Linked DNA regions of Macaca mulatta: region 1 is linked to region 2. Evidence: chromatin contacts called from public Hi-C data. All regions are on one chromosome and are shown on one strand. Each heading gives the region's core, a stretch centred on a gene start, on an enhancer-like site or on the middle of the called end of the contact. The rest is flanking DNA. Distances are from core to core; before and after follow the strand shown. Region 1 holds the start of RUBCN (rubicon autophagy regulator). Region 2 holds the start of LRCH3 (leucine rich repeats and calponin homology domain containing 3).

Evidence for each region. Hi-C and Micro-C count contacts between places; a contact is called where the count stands out from the background.
Region 1: a Hi-C map of fetal cortex germinal zone shows a contact between it and region 2, with 2.5 times the contacts expected there. The contact joins the promoter of RUBCN here to the promoter of LRCH3 in region 2. A contact is called at or near these places in 2 of 14 Hi-C or Micro-C datasets (fetal cortex germinal zone and liver).

Annotation. Positions count from the first base shown.
Region 1 is chr2:1,206,401-1,209,539 of T2T-MMU8v2.0, reverse strand. It overlaps RUBCN (rubicon autophagy regulator), which reads right to left and starts at 1,345. Exons shown (of 21, transcript XR_013413447.1): 1 at 1,093-1,345. It also overlaps a transcript of FYTTD1 not described here.
Region 2 is chr2:1,146,934-1,150,207 of T2T-MMU8v2.0, reverse strand. LRCH3 (leucine rich repeats and calponin homology domain containing 3) reads left to right here and starts at 1,856. Exons shown (of 21, transcript XM_077991048.1): 1 at 1,856-2,135. The coding sequence starts at 1,874.

The sequences.
Region 1 (3,139 bases), core at 96-2,595, 60 kb before region 2:
ATTCATCATTTACTCAAAGCAGTTTGGTGTTTTTTCGGTTTTTTGTTTTCTGAAGACAGGGTTTTCCTCTGTGGCCCAGGCTGGAGTGTGGTGGTGCGATCTCGGCTCAATGTAGCCTCGACTTGTTGGACTCGGGCGATCCTCTCACCTCAGCCTCCCGAGTAGCTGGGACCACAGCTGAGCACCACTACGCCCAGCTAATTTCTGTATTTTTGTGGAGACGGGGGTCTCCCTAGGTTGCCCAGGCTGGTCTCAAACTCCTGGACTCAAGCGGCCCGCCGCGGTCTCCCCCAAAGTGCTGGAATTACAGGGGTGAGGCACCGCACCCGGTCCAAAGTGGTTTTTCTATTTTATATCCCCCAATTTCTAGAAGACATGAACTCTCTGACAACGGCTCCATATAAATACACGTGAACTTGCTTAGTTTGCACTGTGAGGAAGAAGTGACAGGTCTGAAGACGAAAGGAAATGACACAGAGGTCCTGCCACTCCGACAGCGATTCGCCAATGACAAAGTGCAGAGTTTCGGGTCCCGTGGGCAGCCCCCACCCCCGCCGCACCGCCATGACACTCGCGCCCTTTCTCCCCGGGCTCTCGTCGCCTTCCTCCCCGCGCTCACTCCGCCTCAGCTTCCTCCTAAGCCGCTCACGACGCTTCGTCTCCGCTCCCGGGACTTCTCACCGCGCCCTCCTCTTCACGTCGGCCCCACTTGCAGCCACGGCAAGTTTCAGGCAGGGTGGCGCCCGGCCCTGTCCGCGGACTCCGGCCTGTGACGCCTCCCTCACCGCGCTGCAGCCCCTCCGGCCTCTTCGCCGTCGCTCTCGGCGGCCGCCTCCCCTCCAGCAGTCTGGGCTCTGAGCTTCCCCCTCCTCTGCTCCCCCGGCCCTCCGCAAATCCCACCCGCCCGCCTTCGTCCCATCCCCGCCCCGCCCGCCCGTCCTCTTCGAAATGCTCCCCAAACAAGTCCTCCGCAGCCGTCGTCCTCAACACTCGTCGCGCCCGGCCCTTCTCTCCTCGGCCCCGCGCCCTCCCAAGCCTCCCGGGGCTCCGGCGCCTGTCGCTGCCCCGACTCCGCGGCCGCTCCCAGCCCACCTGCTCTCCTCAGCCAGGCGCTCCTCGCCGCCTCGGAGCTCCATTCCCGCGCCCTCCGGCCGCATCCGGGGCGGCGAGGCCGCCTCTTCGCCCAAGAGAGGCGCCCCCGCCGCTTCGCCCTTCAGGGCTCCCGGGGGCCCCTGGGGCCGGAGGAGGCACCCACGGCCGGTGGGCTCCGGGTGATGCGCTACACACGGGCGGTGGCAGCGGCGGCAGAGACAGCCGCCTGGGTTGCGGCTTCTATCCCGGCCACCCCCACTTCCGGCTCCGGGGACTACAGCTCCCGGCAAGCCCTTCGAGACCAGGCCGCTCCCGCAGGCCGCGCCCTCCAATCCCAGGCCGCTCCCGCAGGCCGCGCCCTCCAATCCCAGGCCGCTCCTGCAGGCGGTGCCCTCCAATCCCAGGCCCCTCCCGCAGGCCGCGCCCTCCAATCCCAGGCCGCGCCCTCCAATCCCAGGTCGCGCCCTCCAATCCCAGGCCGCGCTCCTCCAACCCCAGGCGGCTCCCGCAGGCCGCACCCTCCAATCCCAGGCCCCTCCCGCAGGCCGCGCCCTCCAATCCCAGGCGGCGCCCTCCAACCCCAGGCCGCTCCCGCAGGCGGCGCCCTCCAATCCCAGGCCGCGCTCGCAGGCCGCGCCCTCCAATCCCAGGCCCCGCTCGCAGACCGCGCTCCTCCAACCCCAGGCGGCTCCCGCAGGCCGCACCCTCCAACCCCAGGCCGCTCCCGCAGGCGGCGCCCTCCAATCCCAGGCCGCTCCCGCAGGCGGCGCCCTCCAATCCCAGGCCCCTCCCGCAGGCCGCGCCCTCCAATCCCAGGCCGCGCTCGCAGGCCGCGGCCTCCAATCCCAGGCCGCGCTCGCAGGCCGCGCCCTCCAATCCCAGGCCGCGCTCGCAGACCGCGCTCCTCCAACCCCAGGCGGCTCCCGCAGGCCGCACTCTCCAACCCCAGGCCCCTCCCGCAGGCGGCGCCCTCCAACCCCAGGCCGCTCCCGCAGGTGGCGCCCTCCAATCCCAGGCGGCGCCCTCCAATCCCAGGCTGCTCCGGCAGGCGGCGCCCTCCAATCCCAGGCGGCGGCCTCCAATCCCAGGCCGCTCCCGCAGGCGGCGCCCTCCAATCCCAGGCCGCTCCCGCAGGCGGCGCCCTCCAATCCCAGGCGGCGCCCTCCAATCCCAGGCCGCTCCCGCAGGCGGCGCCCTCCAATCCCAGGCGGCGCCCTCCAACCCCAGGCCGCTCCGGCAGGCGGCGCCCTCCAATCCCAGGCAGCGCCCTCCAATCCCAGGCTGCTCCCGCAGGCGGCGCCCTCCAATCCCAGGCCGCTCCCGCAGGCGGCGCCCTCCAATCCCAGGCGGCGCCCTCCAATCCCAGGCTGCTCCGGCAGGCGGCGCCCTCCAATCCCAGGCCGCTCCGGCAGGCGGCGCCCTCCAATCCCAGGCTGCTCCCGCAGGCGGCGCCCTCCAATCCCAGGCCGCTCCCGCAGGCGGCGCCCTCCAATCCCAGGCGGCGACCTCCAATCCCAGGCGGCGGCCTCCAATCCCAGGCCGCTCCCGCAGGCGGCGCCCTCCAATCCCAGGCGGTGCCCTCCAATCCCAGGCTGCTCCGGCAGGCGGCGCCCTCCAATCCCAGACGGCGGCCTCCAATCCCAGGCTGCTCCGGCAGGCGGCGCCCTCCAATCCCAGGCGGCGGCCTCCAACCCCAGGCCGCTCCCGCAGGCGGCGCCGTCCAATCCCAGGCGGCGCCCTCCAATCCCAGGCCGCTCCGGCAGGCGGCGCCCTCCAATCCCAGGCCGCGCTCGTGGACTACGCGCACCCAGTGGCTGGCGGGGACGGCTCGCGAGCGGCGGGGCCGGCTCGCGAGCGGCGGGGACGGTGGTCTCAGGGATCCGTGCCGGGGCGGGCCCGTATTTACCCGCGTCACATTACTCGCTGGGGACCGAACTCAGTCCGAGATGTAGACTAGGCAATAACGCTGCTCTAATCCCGGCACGATTAACCCCACCTAGCCCGCCCTGGCCTAATGTCCGCCGCTGGTGTTTGGAGATCTCGAGCA
Region 2 (3,274 bases), core at 607-3,106:
CGAATAACAATTTTAGGAAGCCCAGGATAACAAAAACCTATATATGCATCGGATAAATGTTATTTGCTGGGGATGACAAATACGTCACCCACCATTGTGACCCACGCTCATAACATATTATGTATCATGGAACTTGTTGCTGAAGTAACTAGAATGTGTTGAGAGTTTATAGAACAGCTCTCTGGGCAGCTCTTTTAACTAATCAACTTTGGCACTGGGATTAAACATTTTTATACCTTCTAGCATTTAGCAATTCATGCCAATTGAGGTGTCATTGAAGAGTTGGGGCTTGAATGAGAGGATCTCTCATCCTTATTTTTCTTTTGCTCTCTGACCCGAACTTTCTGATCTGTGGTCTTTATATCCTCCACATGTTACCACTATAAGTCGTATCTGGATGCGTTCATGCTGATCCATCTTCCAGTCTCACCTTCCAGTTGGTCCTACTTCATAATCCTTCAGGTTTAATTCAAAACCTAATTTATCCATGATACAGTTTTCTCTGAACTCGTAAGTAAGCCCCATCACTCTTAGCCCTTTTTTGGGCTCATTCTCTAATTGGCCTGTCTGGGTTCCATAATTAGATTGCAATCCTCCAGGAAAAGGATTGTATCTGACAGCCTCTTCTATTTCCATAGTAAATACTAGCTGATTGACTGTTGGTAAAGTTTACGTCATACAGCAGAAATGGCTTCTTCAGTAAAACAGACTGAAGAATGTGCTAGAGACTGGTTGCAATACAAGTGAGGTCTAATTGGTTTTAAATGAAGCATTTTCCATTCTTTCATTACTTGAGTGGTTTCAATTTGGAGTATCTTCGGTTCTACCTTTAATTCCCACATTTAGATTATGGTCAGATCATTTTCTGTTCCTCAGTTTTGGCTCCAGACCAAGATTTTAGATTTTAATACTATTCTAATCTTGCTTTATCCAACAACAATAAAATCTTGCCAAAAGGACAAGTACTATTGAAGATATTTCTTGTATTTTCATTAAGAAGAGCTATTTTATAAAAGGGATGGATGATATAAAGTATTTATATAACGTTTTTAATGAGAATTTTGAGCCCAATTAGCACATGTTTGTTTTCTCTCCAGCAACCATAGTTAAGTCCATCAAATCTCGACTTAGATCATCTGGTAATACAATGAAGTTGGGAAACGGTTTAGGTCGTATCTCAGAGGGTCCTCTCCTCTCACCATCCAAGTTTCTGCAGCAACAGTGTTAAGAAAGGATCCTGGCCGGGCGCGGTGGCTCACGCCTGTAATCCCAGCACTTTGGGAGGCAGAGGCGAGCGGATCACGAGGTCAGAAGATCGAGACCAGCCTGGCCAACATGATGAAACCCCCGTCTCTACTAAAAATACAAAAACTAGCCGGGCGAGGTGGCGGGCACCTGTAGTCCCAGCTACTCGGGAGGCTGAGGCAGGGGAATCGCTTGAACCCGGGGAGCGGAGCTTGCAGTGAGCCGAGATCACGCCACTGCACTCCAGCCTGGGCGACAGAACGAGACTCCGTCTCAAAAAAAAAAAAAAAAAACAAACTTAATTTAATGCTTAGCCTAATCCTCCACTACTGAGGGAGCAAGGCGGAGAAGTTTTGATGCGGAGCGTTGTCTGGAAGATGTTTTTGTAGAGGCATTTTAGAAATGCCCCTGGCAGGGTAGAGTAGGGGCTGCTCCGGATTTGTGAGTCCGTTTTAATTCCCCTTGAAAAGCTCGCCATGTGGGCGGGGGCAAGGCCCGGCTGCGCCGGGGGGCACCGCGGTGCTGCCCGTCACGGGAACCGGCGGGGTCCGGGAGCCCCTTTCTCCGCCCACCCAGCGGTCCGGCCGCGCATGCGCCGAGCTGAGGGCCCAGTGTTGTCGGCTGGGAAATGGCGGCCGCGGGCTTGGTCGCGGTGGCCGCGGCGGCCGAGTACTCTGGCACCGTAGCGTCGGGAGGCAACCTCCCCGGTGTTCACTGCGGCCCAAGCTCCGGGGCAGGCCCCGGTTCTGGCCCGGGCTCGTGGAGCCGCTCTCTCGATCGAGCCCTGGAGGAGGCGGCGGTCACCGGGGTGCTGAGCCTGAGCGGCCGGAAACTGAGGGAGTTTCCCCGGGGAGCGGCCAACCACGACCTGACGGACACCACCCGGGCGGGTGAGCGGGGCGGGGGCGCCTCTGCCCGCGGGAGACCGGGCGCCGGGAGCCGCCCCGGCCGGGGAGGCGGGTGCGGGGAGTTACGGGAGCTCGTCCTGTAGGCGCCGGGTCCGGACCCGGGTAACGGGGAGAAGCCGACGGCCCAGCCCCGCGGGCCTGCGCCAGCCCCGAGCCTGGGGAGAGGCGGCGGGCGGCGGCATCTCGGGGAAGGGCGCCGGAGTGATTGATGGATGGTTTCTTAGTCTTTCTGAGGAAACTCAACTTCTGCAGCGGCGGAGGGTGGACGCGTGCCCCGCCCCGGTTCCTGCAGGCCCTTTCGGATTCGGGGTGCCGGATGGAGCTGCTCAGAGATCCGAGCAGCAGGGCTGCCTCCGGGCGGGCTGCGTTGTCCGGGGAGGGTCGGTCTCAGCCCTGGCGGTTTTCCGAAAGAAGTGTTGGGGGTGTGTGTTTAAAGTGAACCCGAAAGAAGTGTTGGGTGTGTGGGTTTGAACCCGAAAGAAGTGTTGCGGGGTGTGTGTGTTTGAACCCGAAATAAGTTTTGGGGAGCGTGTGTGTTTGAACCCGAAAGAAGTGTTGCGGGGGTGTGTTTAAAGTGAACCCGAACGCTGGAACTTTTCTTCGCCTCCATCTAGTTGACTTACAAAATATACTTGTAAAAATAGCCAGAACCCACCTTCCGACTCCCTTGAGTTTCCTCTCCCACTCCTCATGTCCTCCAAAATAAAAGTTGAAGAAAGCTCCTTAGAAAAGATAGTCTAACATATCTATGCTTGCTATTCCTTTTTAAAGCATTACTTCGTGTTATGTATGTTTTCGAAAACAGGAAAGAGGATAAGAAAGTAGGTATTATTGGCTTTCTTAGTTGTAGGGAACAGTGTCTGGTGCCTGAGTTGTTGTTCATCATGTTTGCGGTGAGGGTCATCACTGCTCACCGCAGCCTCCACCTCAGCCTCCCGAGTAGCTGGGACTACGGGCACGCGCCACCACGCCCAGCTAATTTTGTGTGTGTGTGTATGTATGTGTATGTGTATATATATATGTGTGTGTATATATATATATATATATATATGTGTGTGTGTGTGTGTGTGTTTTGAGACGGTATCTTGCTCTTGTGGCCCAGGCTGGAGTGGAATGACACA